2 separate regions of the Manis pentadactyla genome follow, and region 1 is linked to region 2. The links are chromatin contacts, called in public Hi-C maps. All regions are on one chromosome and are shown on one strand. Each heading gives the region's core, a stretch centred on a gene start, on an enhancer-like site or on the middle of the called end of the contact. The rest is flanking DNA. Distances are from core to core; before and after follow the strand shown.

What was found. A called contact is a pair of places that touch in the nucleus more often than the background predicts.
Region 1: a Hi-C map of fibroblasts shows a contact between it and region 2, with 2.1 times the contacts expected there. The contact joins the promoter of ARHGAP18 here to the promoter of L3MBTL3 in region 2. A contact is called at or near these places in 2 of 3 Hi-C or Micro-C datasets (fibroblasts and skin fibroblasts).

What each region holds. Positions count from the first base shown.
Region 1 is chr12:60,321,230-60,326,161 of mManPen7.hap1, reverse strand. ARHGAP18 (Rho GTPase activating protein 18) reads right to left here and starts at 2,574. Exons shown (of 15, transcript XM_036903824.2): 1 at 2,445-2,574. The coding sequence starts at 2,488. LOC130679818 (a long non-coding RNA gene) reads left to right here. Exons shown (of 3, transcript XR_008992771.1): 2 at 2,498-4,932.
Region 2 is chr12:60,103,874-60,108,300 of mManPen7.hap1, reverse strand. It overlaps L3MBTL3 (L3MBTL histone methyl-lysine binding protein 3), which reads left to right and starts at 3,013. Exons shown (of 23, transcript XM_036903816.2): 1 at 3,013-3,064.

The DNA of each region.
Region 1 (4,932 bases), core at 1,325-3,824, 220 kb before region 2:
TACATAATTGATTAGTTCTTTTTAGAGTGCTATGAAAAATCTGAGGGAGGATAGCTGAGAAAGTTCTATATTTTATTATTAGAATAAGAATATTTCTGCTCATGTGGGGTGTCTATTGAAAATACTTGCAATATATCCTGATCTAGGCTTTAAGAATAAAACCAATCCACAGCTTCTAATCCTAAATACTAGTGGAGTCTACATCCAAAATAAATTCTTCCTTTAGAAAGAAAAAAGGCAGGAGAAAATATACATATTAGGACTGAAGTTCTAGCACTATTTGATTATTAAAAAGAAAAATGAAATTCATTGTATTTCAAGCATTGGCTTCAGACTAACTCAAGTAACTTGCAAACCACAATTATTTTTCTGATATAGAAGAGACACCAATGGCAGGTGGTGGGACTGCTCAAGTTAATGACAGAGAGGATGGGATGGCGCCACCACCACTCTCACCTCTTAAACAGAGAAATGACCTGCCCTGGAACAGAGTTTTACTTCTCATCCTTTGTCATAATTGGATGTGGGGAGAGAAAAGCTGAACAGAATTGACTCCCTATTCCTCAATATCCAAATGTGGGAATAATTGTTTTCCTGTTTTCTTCTGACTGCTCGTTAAGGCACTACCCTAGGTGATTACTGACTGCAGTTCTTAGCATTAGAAAATTTATGTCCAACTAGAACAGGAGTGAGTGCTACTGTTAGGGGGTTTGCAGGGTGGGGGCACCTCCTGGAAACTATTCCACAGAAAGGGATCTAGAACAAGGAGACACAGGCCTCAGAAGAGTTTTTCCTCAGGGAAGTCCTGCGGACATTGGGAGCTTCTGAAAAGGGTGCTTATGTTAACTCCAAGAGGGACACCTGGGTTGGGCATCTTTGAGCTCAATTAGTGCAACAGGAAAAGGTCAGAGGCCAGACTCTTAACACCAGTTTCCTAGGGCAGCTTTTGTCTTGCTACAGGTCAGCTGAGAGCTCAGAACTTGGGGTGCTCTGAATGTATAAAGCCAGGATATTTACACCAAAAAAGGAAGGAAGAGATTTCCCACAGTTCCCGGGCTAGTAATGAGACTTGCCCCTTATGTAGAACAAAACTTGTTGAACTGAATGCAGTTGGGTTCTGGCCCCTGCAAAATAAACTAGAAATAGGAATTTTTAGCTCCACATGAGTTTGATCCCTTACCCTTTCTTACGAGGGGCTGGTCACTTGTTCCTAAATGGGTCCACATGGGAATGCCATCACAAACACTATGTTAAAAAGAAGGCTTCAAAAGCAATAATCTATCCAGAAATTCCAACTTTTTTTGCAGTCAAGTATATACCACTTAACATCAAAGTATTTTCTTTTCTTTCATTCTTCTTTATCACTACAAAATCTGCAATTTTGTTTTAGTTTTGATAAGAAAAAAGTCCTTTGCTGTCTTAAATAAGTATTTTAAATGAATTAATAAATTTATCTTTAGATTAAGCAGAAATAAAGAATTCTGATGCCACATTAGAAAGATAACATTTCTGTGCCCATTTGATTATAATTGCTAAATGGTAGGCACTATTTGTAGACCTACTATTGCTTATGAACTTGGGACTTACTGGGAAAAGTGATCCTCTCAAAACCTCCAGCCAAATTAATAGTAATTGAAACTGTAGCTATTATACATGACATTTTGGGTAGTTTTTTTTTTTTTGGTAGCACAGAGTGAAATACTTTTATCTGAATGCTCTGGGTTTATGTTATGAAAACCTCTGTCACTTTTTTTCTTGTATGTGAAGAACCATTCAAGGTGTTGACTACACGGTTTCCATCAAAAATGTTAATATGCAACCACAAAGCTACATATTTAATACATCTATTTTTAAACTGATGCCTCTGTGGAGAAACTATTCTGTTCACCACCCAAAAGAATATAAAGGATGCTAATTTGTTGTTCTTCTTTAAATTTGTGGGCCCCTATTTATTTCTCATGAGTAAACCCTGAACACTTAAGCTCAGTATGAAGGTTTCCTCTCTAGTCAGCTCAAGTTCAATGCTGATGTTGAATTTTAATATTATCCTCTCTTGGGTGGAACTGAAGTCAATCATCTGGGAAAGGCTACAATTATGGAACCCATTCACCAATACAGCATGAAAGTGCCATGCCCCAAAATATGCCAGGAATCTTTTTCTCAAAAAGTCCTTTTAATCTCATCATGCACACAGAGATCTAAATTTTACCAAGGAAGTCTGGGACAGTGTCAAGAATAACAGTGGCGAAAATGAACACGAATGCTTATTTTCAACCTCAACCTGAAAGAACTTTTTAAAATCACACAGGAAGGCCTTTCCGTGTTGTTAAAAACAAACTTGTAATGTGAGAACAAGGCTAGCAGTTAAAAGACCTTTCCCAGCCTTGGGTTTCAGAGACAGTGAGAGCTCGTAAAAAGAGAAGCATGCAGGGTGCTCTCCTTACCTGAGGTGAAAGTGGTGCACCAGCTTCATTACTACTGTAACCATCTTGTGCAGGTCAAAAGCTGAGAATGCCAGGGTGACCAGAAGCCAAGAAGCGAGCGCTGATTTGAGCTGCTGCAAAAATCTTCCCAGGGCCCCTTCTTGCGTGACACACCTCCTCTGACTCAGAGGTGGCGCTCGCTCGCCCGTCACGTTTAAAACAAGCTTATCCTTTCTGCTCAATCATCCGGCAGCTGCTAGAAGCACGGGACTGAGGCGCGGGCACCCGCAGGCAGAGCGGCGTGGCTGGCGGACTCTCGGGAGCCCGCGCTGCGCGGCTGCAGCTGAGAAGCCCAAAGCCGCACGTCACCCGGCGGAGGTCCGCTTTCCAGGAACGAGGGTCAGCTGCAGCGCGAGCCCCGACGTTGCCCGAGCCTAGTGCCAGGGCGGCCCAGCTACTGAGCATGCTCGGCCTCCCGGCCGCTCCGACAAGGGCCTTTCGCCCCGACTTCCTTTCCTGATTTGAGAAACGGAGGATGGACAAGTGGGTACAGGGTTAGACTTAGGGGAGGCAAAGTCTTGGACATGGAGATGACCTCCTCCGCACCCCTTCTCCCCCCACAGAAAAACAAAGCATGAAGAAAGGACACCTTCCCGTGCACTTAGCAAATATTTTGATTGATAGGCAGATAGAGAAGTTTGTAAGCCATTAGTAGTATTTAGTCTTTAACTCCCTCCCTGCACAAGTAAATTGCTTCTGGGGTCAAGTACGTAGGGTAGGCAGGGAAAGGGTTTTAAGCCTAGCAGAGCATTGTCCCTCAAGAATTAGGTATGAAACTGCCTGTGTTTGAAAGCCCAGGCAGTGAGCCACGAATTAGTTGATCTCTTACAAGCAAAATCTCCCTATAGACAATGACTTTAAGTAAAAACAAGTATTTTACAAAGTAATTGTGCAAGTTTTGAAATTTAAATGTTAACTTACACATTTTGAAATTTAAATCTTTCAGATGTCAGACTCAGTGAAAGCAAAGAATGGTCCTTAACTCACGACTCTAAATCCAAATCCTTTCTCGGGTTGATAAATGGCAAGTGCTCTGTAAATGCTTGTGTGAGAATCAACTATGGACTTAGCAGATAATCTGTAAATAGCACTTACAGAAAGGCTGAAGTTCTTGAATTTGATAGGGACCTAAATTCTGATTTTTGATCTTCTCAGCTTTCATTTTGGGCTGGCCAAGTATTTGAAAATAGGGATACACTAATTTTTTGTCACATAAGTATCCAGTGCATAAGCAAATTGGCTTTTAAATATGATTTTCATTTTTGTGTTGTTTTGTGTATGTGGGTGTCTCTTCTACGTTACTCTTTGGCAAATTGAGCCCCATGCAGAGCATATTCTCTCTGATACTATCAAAACCAAGGACATTGACTCTTCATGGTTTGCAGATAACAAAATTATTTCATTTTGAAAACCTTCTAGCTAGTCATTTTTGCTAAGTCTGTGAGGGGTGAATCCAAGGGACTTTCACGACTGAAATAGAGCCATAGCCTGAAAGCTGGGCCTGTGAGCGTCTATACAGAAAACATGGGCGAGTTGGGAGCCAGGTGTTTCTTGAATCCTTACCAGGTGGTGCCTGAGCCCACTGATCCAGTCCTCTAGGCCAGGAAATTGCTTTCTTTCCTTCTCTCCCCTGCCCCCCTTCCTTCCATTCTCTGACAACCTTCTGTGCTCCCTTTAAGACTCAGGGGCTAGCAGTGTGCCTCTGGAATCCAGAGCCCTTCCCGGCTCCCCTACTCTGTGCTTCTCCAGTGCATGCTTTTATCACCCCACTTTCTGGATCCTCTTTAGCTAAATTATGCCCACCTACCATCAGCTCTGAACTCCTTAAGATAGAGACAATACCAGCTGTTTGCATCTATATAATTGTATACATCTGCACAATTACTGGTTTTCATGTGTTTTCAGATTAGATTAAGAAACAGTAGGGAGTCCTTCTAATTGTGGTGACCAATTAGAAAATTGTTGGAGTTAATTTAGGAACATTATTAGAGGAAGTGATTCCAGAAGGACAAGTAATTTTTTCAATATAACCAAATCAAATATTTCATAACTTGAAAGGAAGATGCAGACCTATTTGTGCAGACCCAATAAGTGCAGATAACTAGGGTGGAGCTGTTTGGTGGTGTTTAAGCCCTGCTTCTCTATCCCAAATAGAAATAGAAGCAGAAGCGGAGGCAAATCTGCCCTTGCCAAGGGACCTTTGGAGCTACTCATTTATTTCACAACAGAGATTCCTTACACCTTACATCTCCCTCATTAATCTCTTAGAATTTTTTGGCTGTTCGTTATATTGCAATGAATCTGGTTCTCAAAGGTTACTCAGGGTGTTCTAATCATCAAAGCCAAGAAATTCTCAGTTTTGATGACAAAATCATAGCTAATATTTCCCTGGCACCTTATTCTCTGCAAGGCACAGCTACATTCTTTACAAACATCACATTATTTGTCA
Region 2 (4,427 bases), core at 1,764-4,263:
GCTCGTGGAGGAGGTTGTCCTTGAATTGTTCCAAGACGGGAGAAGTGTGTCCTATCAATGCAGGACAAGCTTAGTGTTAGGAAAAGGGAGTTTAAGTTTCTAAATAGAGGTTCTCATAATGTGGAGGTAAGAGGATGGAATACAATGAGAAAGGTTGTGAAAACCTCCATCTGGGAGGTGACGAGCAGCCTCAAAGTGTCTTAAGAGTGAATGCAGTGATCTGTTAAAAAGATTTTCCATGTAAAATGACTTTAGCTGCAGAATATTTAAAAAAGAGGTAACCTGAAGTCATTTGGGGGAAATCAATTTGGGTTTAATAAAAACAAAGAAAAATAAAGGAGTGAGCAATACTTTGTTTTGGGATACCAAGGAAGTTACAGATATGGTCTAAATGATGGATTCGATATGTAGGTGTGATACGGCAGAGCAGGGTGGGATGGGAAGGGGAGAGTGGTGGAAAATGATGAGATTAAGTGAAGTTGCAAAAAAAGGGATTCAATATGCATTATTAAGCGGTCACTAACTGGTGGCAGAGTGAAGGACTAGCAATATTACCAACTTATGGTACAGATGGAGAAAGGCCTGTAACTAGTACTACTTTATATGAAGAATAACACAGTGTTATCTGGATTTTAATACTTCATTCTGCCTGTGCCTCAGGTAGTGGCACCAAAATATTCTTTGTAGAAAAACTTGGTAGCAGCCTTTAAAGTCATTATTCTTACACAAGAGTACCTTCAAAATGATTTCCTTCCCTGAGCCACATTTTGGGGAAAACTGAGATGAAATCCTTGAGGCAATCTCTGGAGGATAAACACAATGTATTGTACAGAGCCTCAATTCATCCTTATTTTTGTTAGTAAACCTCAGTGTACAGGTCCCAGGCAAGCCTTGCTCCCCGAACCCTTGGACCTTTACTCAGGCTTTCTCTGATGAGATCACCTTCCCAGAGGAAAGGTGGAAACACACATCCTGGATGCTTGTCCTTCAAGAATCAGCCTAACTATGATTTTTTCTAGAAAGCCTGTTATTGACATAGGTGCCCCTCAATTATCCTTGCTCTGCATACTCCACTGCAACATTTACCATTCCATAATGCAATGCCCAATTCACTAGACTCCCCCTATCCAGACTAAATTCCTTGTGCCCTTGTTTTTATTTTGTTATTCCCAGCACCTTGTCCAAGGTACCCATTAATATAAGTTTACAGACTGTTGAAACAACATCTCTGAAAATATATGTGAAATATATTTATCATCCATAAATTATCTAGAGAGAATGAATCTAAAAAAGGATTTTTAGAAAGAGAAATCTAGTTTTTTTAGTGGTTTTTTTTTTTTTTTTAGGTAAAGTCTGAGTTTTGTACAAAGTTCATGGCCTTTCTTTCCTTCTCCTGCAGTCTACCTTGACCATTTCACTGCTTATTATTCAAGGCCTAGGGAGTAAAGGAAAGAAGTTGAAATTCTGATCAGTTTAATTAGGCTGTTTGGGGGTAGTTCGGGAAAAGGCTGGATGTGGTGCATGAAATCAATAGTTAACTGGCAGTCTGAGATTATCTACAGCCCTCACTAACTCAGCCTTCCCTACCTCACACCCTAAAGCAATGGCTGCCCACCATATGAAGCACATTTCATAAGGTCTCTCTGCAGCTTCACTGGGCTTGTTCCTTAGTCCTGAGTATGTATCAAGCCATATGTCCTGATTTTGGTTTGGATAATTTGGTCACTATACCAACAGAAGAAGTAGTTGAGTGGTCTGCTTCTCTAGAGTAATTTCATGGTCCTAAGGAAACAACAGTTTATTTTCTGAAACTGGTTCAGGAACATTCCTTAAGTAAAAAAAATCCAATCAAGAGTAGTATTACCTACATTTAGGAGAAATAATTTTAATGCAGAATTTCTATCTTATGATATACTTCAATTCTAGGCCTGGGGCAGTAATTTTGGAAAAGGCCCCCTTTACCCTTTATTAGATGCAAAATAAATTGTCCACTTTGAGGGGTGGGTCCTTCGCTTTTCCCACCCCTCTAAGACTTGCTCCAGCCATTCCTGAAATCAAACGGGCTGATTTTTTCTCTCACAGCAAACTCTGTTATTGACATTCAAATGTTTATGGCAACTTCAATTAATTGAATTATTTTGTAAGTACTTGTATCTACTAGAAAAGGAGAATGATGAGCTACCCAAAAAGAGGCTTGAAGTCAGTAAGTAGAAACCTGTCAATACCGAAATACAATACTCTCTCTTGATCTAGTTTTGACGCCTTAACAAAGACAGGTTTTGCTATTTAGGACCGCTCAGCCATCTTGACTGAATACATTAAGAGGATAGTCCTCGACCTGCTTATTGCCCACGCACGGTAACACTGATTTCCAAGTTGATGTACGAATCCCAACATATTTCACAATAGAGGCCTAACATTTTTAAGCTGTCCGTAGAGACCCACACTGAAGGAACGGAAAGAACGCGCAAGTTTTACACGCACACTTTATTATGCATTCTTCCAGTCCTAAAGGTGGGGGAGGTTCTACTGCGTAAAAGCTTAAAACTTTATTTCTTATTTTTCATGACCTGTAGCATGCATTTAGCCCTTGGGTAATGTTTGTATAAGACGAGGGCCCGCTTTTTAATGGCCGAATGCATACATTTAACAGTACGTGGTGGATTAGCTGCTCTGAGAATTGCCTTTTAAAAAAAGTAAAGTGAAAAATAGACAAAGAAATCTATAACCTTAGCCGTCTCTCCTATTTGTTTGACTGTTCCTGAACCAGCTCTGAGCCGGTGACAAGGATATTGAAAAGATGCACCTGAAACAGTATCTGAGGGCAGCTGCATTTGCCAACCGGCTTTATTGCTGCTTTCCAGCGGCGAAGGCGCAGCAGCAGTAACAGGGAAGCCAGAGCGAGCCTCCCCGGCAGCCGCGGCGGCGGCGGCGGCACCGGCACCAGCGCAGTTTCCCCTCTCCCCAGCCCTGACTCTACGCGCACATGCGCACTGCGCCCGCAGCCCTGGACCATTTGTCAGGACTACTCGTGAGACGGAGAAAAAAAAAAGAAAATTTGGGGGTAAGAAGCGGTTGATCGGATCTAATCTCTAATTAATCAGAACATTTGTCCGTGCAAAAGCCATTCATTAATTTTTCTGGGTGAGGATGAAAGTTAAGAGACCTACAGAGAGAAGGAAGCGCACCCTCGTCTTGTGAAACAGATCAGGGGAGGGGAAAGGACAGAAGGGGTTTCTCCCCCACTTCTCTGCGCCTCTGGGAAAGAGGAGAAAACTTAATCCCGGGGAAAAAAGTGGGCAAGTGACTCGGAAATGGCTGGAGAGGGAGTCTCTGGGCATCTCACTCTGAAGTAGTGAGTGCGAGTGTGAAAGAGGAACAAAAGAGAGAGAAAAGAGAAAGGAAAAAATGGGGGGAGGAGAGACTTGTATTTTTTCTTTGCGCGCACACGGGGAAGGGTGTGGGGGGCCGTGCGGAAGGGAGCCGGGCGAGGCGGCCGCGTCGGGCTCTCGCCGGCGCGCAGGCGGCGGGATGCGTGTGGGCCCCCCTCCCCCGCGCCCCCCGGGCTTGTCACTTTGGTCGCTTTCATGACACCGGGCGCGGGTTGGGGGAGCGCGGCGGCGCCGGGCTCCGCCGGGGTGCGTGCCCGAGTGGGCGCCGCGGCGCTGCAGCCTGGGCGGCGAGCGCGGCCGCCGAGGCGGGGGGCGCCGGCGGGAGGCGCGGGGGCGGCCGGGGCCGCGGATCGGTGCGGCGGGAGGCGCGAGCCCCGCGCGCCGCCCCTGCGGCCCCCTCCGCCCGTGTGGCCTTTGTGCCGGGCGCGCACCGGAGAGCGAGCGAGCGAGCGAGCGAGCGCGAGAAGTACAAGTACGGGAGACCGAGGCAGTGGGAAAAGAGGCCGGGCCACTTTCTCCCCGCTCGGGCTGCGGAGAATGGACTGGTTGAATGTGCAGGCGCGTCTCCCCGGCGTGTGCTGTGTGTGTGCGCGGCGGAAAGGCCTCCCCGACTCCCACCGCGCACACGCACACTCACACGCACGCACACACTCACGGACCCGCGGCGGGGCTCGGCGGCCGAGAGTTTGCGTTTTCTTCCTCGCCGCCTCCCCCTTCCTGACCGACTGTGTGAGAATTTCATATAGATCAGCTCCAATTTCCGCCATTTTGGGAAAGTTGCACAAAAATAAACCCTCCGGTTTATTTCTGCCCGAGGCAGGAAAGTGCTTCGGGAAGCAAGGCAGCGCGGGCCCGCTGCGGCCGTCCGCGCGGGGGAGGGCGCGGGCCACGGGCCGGGCCGGGAGCCCGCGCCGTCGCGGCGTTAGCCCCGCGCCGTGCCGCGCCGCGCCGGCCAGGGTGCGGGCGCGGGCGTGTGTCGCGAGGCGGCGGCGGCGTTAGCGGCGGGCGGCAGCGGCCGCCGCGCTGGGGCGCCGG